2 separate regions of the Bos taurus genome follow, and region 2 is linked to region 1. The links are chromatin contacts, called in public Hi-C maps. All regions are on one chromosome and are shown on one strand. Each heading gives the region's core, a stretch centred on a gene start, on an enhancer-like site or on the middle of the called end of the contact. The rest is flanking DNA. Distances are from core to core; before and after follow the strand shown.

Evidence for each region. A called contact is a pair of places that touch in the nucleus more often than the background predicts.
Region 2: a Hi-C map of skin fibroblasts shows a contact between it and region 1, with 4 times the contacts expected there. The contact joins two enhancer-like sites. A contact is called at or near these places in 4 of 11 Hi-C or Micro-C datasets (liver, skeletal muscle, skin fibroblasts and 1 more).

Annotation. Positions count from the first base shown.
Region 1 is chr22:6,543,045-6,548,950 of ARS-UCD2.0, forward strand. No RefSeq gene overlaps it. Among named protein-coding and RNA genes, the nearest start is that of OSBPL10, 46 kb to the left of the region's middle. Within about 2 kb of position 1,932, at least 5 of the 102 cell types and tissues checked have an H3K27ac peak or open chromatin away from gene starts, as enhancers often do.
Region 2 is chr22:6,634,379-6,640,444 of ARS-UCD2.0, forward strand. GPD1L (glycerol-3-phosphate dehydrogenase 1 like) reads left to right here. Exons shown (of 8, transcript NM_001100363.2): 5 at 3,507-3,619. Among named protein-coding and RNA genes, the nearest start is that of GPD1L, 43 kb to the left of the region's middle. Within about 2 kb of position 3,718, at least 11 of the 102 cell types and tissues checked have an H3K27ac peak or open chromatin away from gene starts, as enhancers often do.

The DNA of each region.
Region 1 (5,906 bases), core at 682-3,181:
CCCAAAGTCCACCCAAACCCATGTCCATCGAGTCAGTGATGCCATCCAGCCATCTCATCCTCTGTCATCTCCTTCTCTTCCTGCCCTCAATCTTTCCCAGCATCAGGGTCTTTTCAAATGAGTCAGCTCTTCTCATCAGGTGGCCAAAGTATTGGAGTTTCAGCTTCAACATCAGTCCCTCCAATGAACACCCAGGACTGATCTCCTCCAGGATGGACTGGTTGGGTCTCCTTGCAGTTCAAGGGACTCTCAAGAGTCTTCTCCAACACCACAGTTCAAAAGCATCAATTCTTCAGTGCTCAGCCTTCTTCACAGTCCAACTCTCACATCCATACATGACCACAGGAAAAACCATAGCCTTGACTAGACAGACCTTTGTTGGCAAAATAATGTTGCTGCTTTTTAATACACTGTCTAGGTTGGTCATAACTTTCCTTCCAAGGAGCAAGTGTCTTTTAATTTCATGGCTGCAGTCACCATCTGCAGTGATTTTGGAGCCCAGAAAAACAAAGTCAGCCACTGTGTCCACTGTTTCCCCATCTATTTGCCATGAAATGATGGGACCGGATGCCATGATCTTCATTTTCTGAATGTTGAGCTTTAAGTCAACTTTTTCACTCTCCTTTTTCACTTTCATCAAGAAAAAGGAGACTTCTTTTTCCTGTTTATCCTTTCATACCTTTTGAATTTTGTACCATGTACAAGTAAGTATTCCTATACACACGCACATGCACATACTTTTATTTTATAAAAATGCTTGTATCATAAGGAAACATAGTCACAAACAAGCTGAGAGTCACAGAAACAAGCTTTGTGTTGGAAGAAATGCTGGGAGTCGGGCATTGTTCCTGGCTCCATGGCCTTTAAGCTCAAGGAGTTGGTCCTCACTAAGATTCTGTAAGAACTTTAATATTCTTTAAGGAATTCTTTTTCTTTTTTAATATTTATTTTTATTTATTTACTTGGATGCACCAAGTCTTTGTTGCGGCATGCAAGATCTAGTTTCCCGACCAGGAATAGAACGCATGCCTCCCGCACTGATAGGCTGGAGTCATAGCCACTGGATCACCAGTGAAGTCCGTAAGGGGTTTCTATTCTGCTTAATATAACTTCAACGTAGAACCCAGATTGATGTTGTCAGCTACAAATTGGTACTTGTCACGGGCACTCACCATGTACCTCTACAAAGATTAAATCAGGTAATGCAGCAGTTGCTGATTTTCAGCCCCTTCCCTCCCCCCGCCCCATAGTAGGTGAGGCTGGAGAGAAGGAACGAGGCACTCTGTGCTCTGGGAAAAACTGAGAGAACAGGTCTTTAGACAGTTAGATATTTTCAGGAGCTGATTTTATCAGCCCAGTTCTTGTATCTCCTCATATCTAGAAAAGCAGTTAATCCCTGCATGATGACATCAGCTCCTCCTGACTAGCAGAAGACTTTTGCAAAGATAAATATTTGTTGCATGAACTCCCCCTTCACCAAATCATACATACATCGACTTTCTTCTCACCCCCCACCTCTTTGGAGCAGCCTCTCAGAGCGACCTGAGGTGCTGTCTCCCGGGCTGCAGTCCTCATTTTGCCCCCAGTAAAGCTTAACTCACAACTCTCACGTTTTGCATTCTTTTTAAGTGAACAATGTGATTATAGGAATGCCTAAAGGGACAGCTGAGGGAAGTGTGTGTGTCTCAAAGGTCCCTTAATGACTATTACCCCCGGGGGCTTCCTACCACACACGGCACTGGTCATTAAAGAAAACCCTGCATCAACTGGTATCTGCAGCACGTTTGGCATCTTGAACAAAAGATTGTTCTTGGAAAACGGCCAGCGATGCTGCTAACGTTCTCTCCTTTCCAAATAGGAGCCCTCACAGCTGAACTTTGCAGGTGGCGCTCAGCTTCTGCTATATTTAGCCAAGCGTGCTAAGCGGAGGAAGCAGGCAGGACTGAAATTCCCCAGAGGTCCCCCTCACTTCCTCAGTGACACCCTCACTCCTGGGCCAGAGACACTGCAACTGCATCCACAGATCTGCCTCAGACCCCAGACAGGCTACTGTCATGCCCAGAGAGGACAAGCTCTGGAGTTCTGGGATACAAACTTGAGTGAGAATAGCCATGGCTTGCGGAGCCATACTTTGTTAATAAAACAGTATGTGAATTAATACCCTACATTGGCTATTATGTATGAAAATTATAAAATATGGATTGGAAAACACAGATAAAACTCATCAGGGCTGACTGAAGTCAGGGCAAAGAGAGGAGAGGAATAGGGGTGGGACTCCAGCTTCATCTATAATGCTTCATATTTGTTAATAAGAAGATGATATGCATATCAGACAAAACAGGTAAGTTATTAATTCCTGATGCTGGGGAACTTCCCTGGTGGTCCAGTGGTTGGGACTCAGCTCTCTCACTGATGAGAGCCTGAATTAGTGAACTAAAATCCTGCAAGCCGGGCTTCAAGGTCAAAAAAGCAAGCAACCAACCAACCAACAACTTGGTGTTGTAAATGGGAATATTTGCTAAATTTTTCTCTATATTTTTCAATACGCTTAGCTCAAAAAACTAATAGAAAATTGAATGTGTTCAGATTTTGGTTTTTGGTTTTTGGGTTTTTTTTTTTTGGCTGAACCATCAGGGATCAAACCTGGGCCCAAGGCAGTGAAACCCTGAAGTCCTAACCACTGGACCTCCAGGGGATTCCCACCCCTCCCTCCTTTTTTTAAGCTCTTTTTGGAATGTGTTCAGATTTTAACCAAGAGGATGTTGTGCAGAATCCTGCAAAAAATGGAAACGCTCCTTCAGGCATCATAATTTAGCTTCTTTTCACAGCAAGACTCCAGTAGTCATGTATGGATGTAAGAGCTGAACAATTAAGAAGGCTGAGCGCTGAAGAATTGATGCTTTCAAACTATGGTGCTGGAGAAGACTCTTGAGAGTCCCTTGGACTGCAAGGAGGTCAAACCAGTCAATCCAAATGGAAATCAACCCTGAATATTCACTGGAAGGACTAATGCTGAAGCTGAAGCTGAAGCTTTGGCCACCTGATGCTGGGAAAGATAGAAGGCAGGAGGAGAAGGGGACAACAGAGGACGAGATGGTTGGATGGCATCACCGACTCAACAGACATGCATTTGAGCAAGCTCTGGGAGATGGTGAAGGACAGGGAAGCCTGGCATGCTGCAGTCTATGGGGTCACAAAGAGTTAGACACGACTGAGCGCCTGAACAACAGCAATAACACAGCAAGACAAGACCTAGAGTTTCGTCCTTCCTATTCTGCTCCCGGTGTAGCAAAGGGAAGAATGGAGAGCCATCTTCCATCCTTCAGCCACCTTGGCCGTCAGAAAATACCTAGTCACTGGGTTCTGGAAGTGGGTCCTGAATGTGGATGCAGGCTCAGCCTGGGATGAGGGAAAACACTTGAGAATCTTCCTCCCTGTTCATGACGGCCCCACTGCTTCACCCAGTCATCTCTTTAGCTAGTATCTTTCAACCCACCTCTCAGCCTAGAGCTCACATGGTCCTGCTCAGGAAGGGAGAAATACAGACGGCCTCTCACATGCACACATGCTCACACAGGTAGATGTGGGGGGTCAGCTTGGTCTTGACTTCAAATATCTGTCTAACTGTGGGTCACGGCCAAAACGTGTGAGTGCTGCTATCCTAAGCAACGCAAACATCACATGACCAAGTCAGAAATCTTCCTCTCATTCATTTTCTTCTCTCTAAATGTCTGAAAAACTCCCTCCCCGACTGTCTCCATCTCGGTAAATGATACCAGCATCCAATCCAAGTGCTTCATCCAAAGACCCTTCTACATGCCAGCCACCGGCTACAGAATAGATGATACGTAATATTTGCACTCCAAGTACTGGTTTGTAAAACTTGTGTTTTGGACACAGACATGCACGTCCACACACATAATATGCACACTGCACTGCAATATAAAATGTGTTTCTTCCTTTCTCTTGAAAAGGAAGGACTGTTACAAAGATGCAGTTTTTATATTTTAATCCTCTTTAAGGTGGTTGGAAGCAAACATTCAGCGCTCCAAGATGCCTCCTCTCCTCTTTTGTATTGCTAAATGTTTGGTATCCTCTTCATCTGTTGCCTTTCCTTTTCCACTGCTAAGAAATATGCTCTTTTTGTAAGAAAGAACTGATGGAAAGTAGGAGCAAAGAGAGACTGCGGAGAATAGGGTGCGTTTGTGGGCTTCCCCGGTGGCTCAGTGGCAAAGAATCCGCCCGCCAGTGCAGGAGACTCAGGTTCAATCCTGGGTCGGGAAGATCCCCTGGAGAAGGGAATGGCAACCCACTCCAGTATTCTTGCCTGGAGAATTCCATGGACAGAAGAGTCTGGCAGGCTACAGTCCATAGGGTGGCAAAGAATTGGACATGACTTAGCGACCAAACAACAGCAACGATGCATCTGTAGTCTGCTGTGTCCCTGTTGATAGTGTGAAGACCAGCTAGAAGTCTCCTCCGTCCTCTGGATTCCCCAGCACTCCATCTAGACCCTCTGTGCCACTTCCCACTTTTGACCTTGTGCTGTGCGTATGGAACACATGTTTTATCCTCTCTAATTATCTATACTCTGGTTGGGGAAGGTTCCTTCTATATTTTACCTGTTTTCCCCCCAACCCTGCCTCGCCACCAGAGAGCCTAGGGAACTCTCCTACACCATTTGGTGGAAATGTAAGTTGGTGCAGCTGCTGTGGAGATATGGAGTTCCTTAGAAAACTAAAAATAAAGTTGCCATGTGGTCCTGCAATATACCCTGATGAAACTGTAAGTCAAAAAGATACACGCACCCCTATGTTCATGGCATCACTACTTACATTAGCCAAGACGTGGAAGCAACTTCAATGCCCATGGACAGATGAATGGATAAAGAAGATGTGGTACATACAGATAACGGAATATTACTCAGCCATAAAAAGTGAAATAAAGTCACTGACAGAAACATGGATGCAATTAGAGATTACCATATTAAGTGAAGTAAGTCAGAAAGAGAAAGACAAATACCATATGCTTTCACTTATATATGGAATCTAAAATATGACACAAAATGAAAAATAAACCTGTCTATGAAACAGAAATAGAATCATGGACATAGAGAACTGACTAGTGGTTGCCAAGGGGGAGCAGGTTGGGGGAGAGATGGAGTGGGAATTTAGGGTTAGCCGATGTAAGCGCCTATATACAGAATGGATAACCAACAAGGTCCTACTGTATAGCACAGGGAGCCATATAGTCAATGTCCTATGATAAATCATAATGGAAAAAAATATTTTAAAATGTATATGTATGTACGTATAACTGAATCATTTGCTATACAGTAGAAATTAACACAGCATTGTAAATCAACTATCAGTCAGTTCAGTTCAGTTGCTCAGTAGTGTCCAACTCTTTGTGACCCCATGAATCGCAGCACGCCAGGCTTCCCTGTCCATCACCAACTCCCAGAGTTCACTCAGACTCACGTCCATCGAGTCAGTGATGCCATCCAGCCACATCTCATCCTCTGTCGTCCCCTTCTCCTCCTGCCCCCAATCCCTCCCAGCATCAGAGTCTTTTCCAATGAGTCAACTCTTCGCATGAGGTGGCCAAAGTACTGGAGTTTCAGCTTTAGCATCATTCCTTCCAAAGAAATTCCAGGGCTGATCTCCTTCAGAATGGACTGGTTGGATCTCCTTGCAGTACAAGGGACTCTCAAGAGTCTTCTCCAACACCACAGTTCAAAAGCCTCAATTCTTCGGCACTCAGCTTTCTTCACAGTCCAACTCTCACATCCATACATGACCACTGGAAAAACCATAGCCTTGACTAGACGAACCTTTGTTGGCAAAGTAAGGTCTCTGCTTTTGAATATGCTATCTAGGTTGGTCATAACTTTCCTTCCAAGGAGT
Region 2 (6,066 bases), core at 2,468-4,967, 93 kb after region 1:
GAAGGAGTCTTATTAAATAGGTTGATTATCTCCAAAATTTTGTGTGGAAGAGAAGGGGGATTTTCCTGTCTTTTGGTTCATATTGAGTTTGACAAGCCCTTCCACATGGCTGATGGGCATTCCCTGTTCTGGATCACATGTCCTGGGTCCCTTCTTGCCTCATCACTGCCTAAGACATTGATCGTAATAATAATACGGTCAATGCTTTCCCATGACTCAGAAGATTTAAAAATTTAAAGGGTAAACATTTGATGCCGTTTGCAGCAACACGATTGGACCGAGAGATGATCATACTAAGTGAAGTAAGTCGGACCGAGAAAGAGAAATATCATTTGATATCAGTTACAGGTAGAGTCTAACATATGACACAAGTGAACTTATTTATAAAATGGAAACAGACTCACGGACATAGAAAACCATGGTCACCAAAGGGAAAAGGGGTGGGGAAGGGATAAATTAGGAGGTTGGGTTCAGCATATACACACTGTTATATAAAATTGGTAAACAATAAGGTCCTACTGTATAGCACGGGGAACTAGAGTCACTATCCTGTAGTAAACCATAATGGAAGAGAATAAAATAAATAAAAGCACGTTTGAGAGAATGTGAGACTCCTGTAAATCAAGCTCACGTCTCTAATGAACCCCGTGCGTAATTTGCAGCATGGAGGCACCAGCAGATGCCACCTTGTATCGGTGGGAGATGGAGAATGCTCTGCTCCCCTCCGCGTGTCCAGTTACTCGGAGCTGCTGCTGGCTCGATCCAAGTAGCTTAGAGGGAGTGGGGGCCTGTCTGTGCTGCTCGTGAGCCCCCTTCGAGTTGCAGGCACCTGGCAGTGGCCCGTGGTGAGGGACAGAAGAGAAAGACCATGAATGCATCGTGGTGTGGCTCTGGGGCTGCTTTACCCAACCCAGGTGATGAGACAGTGCTGCTGGTCTGGATGGCTGTTTATAAAAGGAAGAGGACAGTTTGCTCAGACAGAGGATATTTCTAATATTTGGACGAACGAGCATTCAGCTAAATGACATCATAGCAGTGGCCTGTAGAACAGAAAATGTTTCTGAGTATCCGGTGTAGCTGTCTTAAACATTTTATGATGGAAAATGTCCTTAAACCAAACAAAAGTAGAGAGAACTGTATTAGGACCCCACACTGCCCGTCTTTAGTAATGATTAACTGCTGGCTGGCCTTATTCATCTGTTTCCCACCCTCTCTCTCTCTACTCGTCTCTGAACTTTGTTTGTTCATTTTATTTTTTGGCATGCAGGATCTTAGTTCCCTGACCAGGGATCAAACCCACCCCCATCCATTGGAAAGGTGAAATTTTAACCACTGGACCACTGGGGAAGGCCTCCCCTGGATCATTTTGATACTATATTACTTCTGAGTGTAATTTTGTTGAATATCCTGTGGTTTTTTTTTTTCCTGCAGTGGAAGACTGTGGCTCTAATTGTAATGTGTTTGTTGCTTCTCTCTTCCTGCCCCTGAGTGGAGCACAGCATAGAGAGAGGTCATGTAGGTCCTGGAGCCAGAGCATCCGGGTTAGAATTTGGGCTCTGCCTCTTACTAGCTGTGTGACCGAGGGCAACTCAGTAAACCTCTTTGGGGCCTCCTGTGTGTGAGTGGGGCAAGTCAATCATAGGCACGTAAATATCACTATCCCGTTGTGATTATATAGACCTTGCGTGCTTGTTGTAACTAATAGGCAGTTTGCACACCTCATTCTTCTTTAACCTCATGACAGTGCTGAATGTGCCATAGTGTTTTACTCATGAGGTTAGAGATCACATCAGAGGTTTTCAAACTTGTCTGCCCATTGAAGTCACTAGGAGAGTGTCAGAAATTAGTGATGCCTGCTTGACCCCAGAGCTTGTGATTTAATGGATGATGGAGTATGGCTGGCCTTTGGTGTTTTTAAAGATCTCCCGGTGATTGTAATGTGCAGACAAGCTTGGGAGACAAGCTCAGGAAACTCAAGGCTGGAAGAGCCCAAGTGCTGTGGTCCCTGGAGGAGCTTTCTGCCAGCTCTGTGTGGAGAACATGACGTGGGAGCCAGGACCGAGCTGGCGAATTTTATCGTCCTGATTTCCGGAGCTGAGCGCCACCCCTCACCCCACCAACCAGAGCAGATCTCACATCAGGCTCTATGTGTAAAGTTTTAGTTTTGTTTTGAACTGAAAGTCTCTATAAATAGAAAAGTAACATGTGAAAAGTACTGATCCTCCACATCATTCCAGGCATGGTCCCAATGGGGAGCAGAAATAAGGAGCCCTTGAATGCATTTCCATCCTCCACCAATTGAGTCACTGAACATGTTTGTTGATGTTGTATCAGTTCTCTGTTGCCATAGTGATGCTAAGTAACAAATAATCCTGAATTCTTAGTGGCATCCAGAATAAGCAGAGCTGACACATCTGTGGGTCCACTGGGAGGCAGTGCTGTGCTCCTTCCTATCTTCTTGTGGGGTCCAGCAGGCCAGCTGGGTGTGTTCCCACAGTGAAGGCAGATGGACATGGGAACCAGCCCTGCTGCTGCACAAATGGGCTTCAAATTCTGCTGTGTCAGGTCTGGTCCCATGAGCCAAAGCCAGTCATGTAACTGGCTCAGGTGGTAAAGAATCCGTCCACAATGCAGAAGACTCGGGTTCGATCCCCGGGTCAGGCAGATCCCCTGGAGAAGGGAATGGCTACCCACTCCAGTATTCTTGCCTGGAGAACCCCATGGACAGAGGAGCCTGGCAGGCTAAGTCCACGACTAACACTTTCACTTTCACCAAAGCCAGTCATGTGACTGACCCCAAGGGTGGGGAAATTGTCTCATCCACTGAGTCCAGGCACATCCTGAGGTTAGTCCTAGCATTGGTGGAAAGGGAGGTACTTTTGTGGAGGGAGCCTCTAAGTGTTTATGGTAGGAAACAGTTGCAACAATTTTAGATCTCAAACAATAGAAAGACACTTAGATAAAATATTATGCATGTATGCAATAAAATACAAAGCAGCCATTTGTTAATAAAATAATGTAGAAAATATAGGATATCACTGAAAATTATTCCTGCCGTAAATAGGAGAAAGCTGATTGTGAAATCCACATTATGTTCTCAATTGAGAAAAACTATGTATATTCCAATTTTGGTAAGTTAGAGATATATGTCAAATTGTTGATTTTATCTGTGGTGGGATTGTGGAATATTTTTCTGTTTCTAGTCCTGTGACTATGAAATTTCCTATCAGGAACATATGTCACTTTTGTAATGAGAAAAAGGTCTTTTTAAAAAGATTTTTTATTGGCTTAAAAAAATTTTTTTTTTAAATTTTGGGTCACACCCCAGGGCATGAGGGGATCTTAGTTGCCCAACCAGGAATGGACCTGTGCGCCCTGCATTGAGTGCGCGGAGTCTTAACACAGGACCACCAGGGAAGTCCAAAACTCATTTTAAACTGTGTTAGATGCGAAAGTTAAGACGAGAGGCCATTATTAATTTCCTGTTTTTTCTAACCTTTCAATAGGCAGCAAGATAATGGAGAATGGCCTTCTCTTCAAAGAACTTCTGCAGACTCCAAATTTTCGAATTACGGTGGTGGATGATGCAGACACGGTTGAACTGTGTGGTGCCCTGAAGGTAAAGCAGCCCTGTCGTTTCTGCTTACGGGAGGCGTCCTCACGCAGGGCCACTGCCAGCGTCATTGCACCCCATGCTAAGAATGAGCTCTGTGTTCTGCGCTCGTACTTCTGGGGAGAATAGTGAATTGGCAGCGTTGTCTGTCACTTCCCGCTCGGCCCCAGCCTTTCCTGGGTGGTTAGATTTCCTCTCGCAGTTATGGCGGGCTTCTGTTTGTAAATCTGGGAGCACTGTGCTAGTTTGTTCTCTGGGAAGTGGACGGCATGAACATTTGGAAAGCCAGGGGCATACTCTGACTGTAGAGTCTTACTTGGAAGCCAAGTATTCTATAATTCCTACATTTCTCCTATGTGTTTTCTTGAGCAGGAAGAGGAACTTGGTCACTCTGGATGATCTATTGGTTTGATGGTATGGTTGGTTGTTGTTTTTAAAGAAGAAAAAACAATCTGCTGCAGGCAGGTTTTTCTAAGAATAGCTTAATCTTTGCCTGTAAAGGGAAAAGATCAGATTAAAGAGGCAGCTTCTGTCATCTAGTGACTTGAGAGAGTCAAGGGAAATTTCCATGTTTGGACTTGGGCTCCTGACTTATAACCCTCTGCCTTTAAAAGTTGTGGTCAGGGAACTTGACCTGACCACAATGGACCCCAAAATGTGGGACCACATTTCCTAGTGGTCCAGTGGTTAAGACTTCTCCTTCTACTGCAGAGGGTACAGGTTCGTTCCCTGGTGGGAGAGCTAAGATCCCGCATGCTTTGCAGCCAGAAAACCAAAAATAAACAACAGGAGCAATATTGTAACAAATGCAATAAAAACGTTAAAAATGGTCCACGTGAAAAAAAAATCTCAGAAGGAAGTCATGATTGGGGTTCCTCTCTGTCCTGACAGTGGGCAGTAGCCAACAGGGCTGTAACATCTGTACATTCTCCCCTTGGAAGCAGAGCTGCCTGAGCTGCCATATCAAAAACAAGGGAAAATACAGAGCTTCCCTGTGAATGAGTCACTTTTGAGTCATTTCTTTTGTAGCAGAAGCTACTTTTCAAGAATTTGAGCACCGAGGGAAGGAAATTAATCTGACGTTCGCCTTACTTTGTCAGGTGAAAATTGCAAAGATCAAAAGAATGCAGGGAGACCCGTCCATAGGGCACTTTCTCAGGCTCTCTGCAAATTGTACGTCTTTTCTTCTAGTAATAATTTAAAACCACTTAATGTCGCGTGTGTATGTGTAGTCACGTCTCCATACAATGAGAGTTTTAAAAATTGAAGCCAACGAAAGACTTGGGCCCCCAGGCAGCCCGCGTTCATCTTTCCAAATGCTGTCAGGGAATTCTCACTTTGCACGCAGCCTGTTATACATTGAAGATGCTGGCTTTGGCTGCATTCTTTATTATTGTTGGGTGAGGTTTTTATGCGTTTTTAATAGACCTTCATTAAACTAATGGGTGGTCTCACTGCTCAGCACGGCCCATGTGCTCCAAAACTGTCATGAAGTGACTGGGTTTTATTTTGGGTGGTGGATGGAGAAGCTCTGAAAACCCACCCAGAACAAAGGTGCAGAGGAAGAGGGTGGGAGAGAAGAAAGAGTCTAGATTGAGGGCCCTGGAGAAGCTTCTGCGGGTGGAACCATGTGCTGGCCCTGCTTGTGAACTGCACGGCTTTTCAGTTCTGTTGGCAAGAAGCCTCCTGCTACCATGACAGAGTGGTTCGTTGGGGGCAGCGGTAGATGGGGATTGAGAACCATTTATCATCCTGCCCCTGGCTTTCCTTTCAACCAGGAGTGGTTACCATCATTCCTGCCAGCCTGCATCAGAGCTGGGAGCTTTAAAAACTGAGAGGCAGGTTCTTGGGCAGTAACTGAGGCTAACCATCCCATCGGATCGATAAGGAGGCAGAGCGCCAAAGAGTGAATGACTCAAATGTAGCAAATACTAGCTCGGTCAGAACGTGAACGTGGGTTTGAAGAATCCGTCCGGGGTTCTGTGGTTACTCTGGATGACCTGACTTTTCTCGTTTGTGTCCAGGCGGTTGAATGAAATGAAGTCCTCTCTTGCTAGAGCCTGCCCAGCAAGGGCACATGGGCCTATTTTTCCTTAATTACATAATTAATAGTTTTGTTTTCTTCCTGATTATACCTCTCTGTAGTATTCTTCCATACTACAGAGAGGTGTAGAGAAGAAAGTGAAAATGACTAATGATCTCTGCATCCTGAGATAATTGCTGTTAATGATTGTCATCTACCCTTCCAGTCTTTTTAGTAAGCACAAGTATGTCCATGTCCCCTCTTTTAAAACAAGTGCATCTTACTTTTCAAGTAGTTTATGTTTTACCTTTTTAAAAAAGTTTTTTGAACTATAGTTGGTTTGCAGTGTTGTGTTTATTTCTGTTAAACAGCAAAGTGAGTCAGTTATACACATATAATCATTCTTTTTTGGATGTTTTAGTTTTTTCAC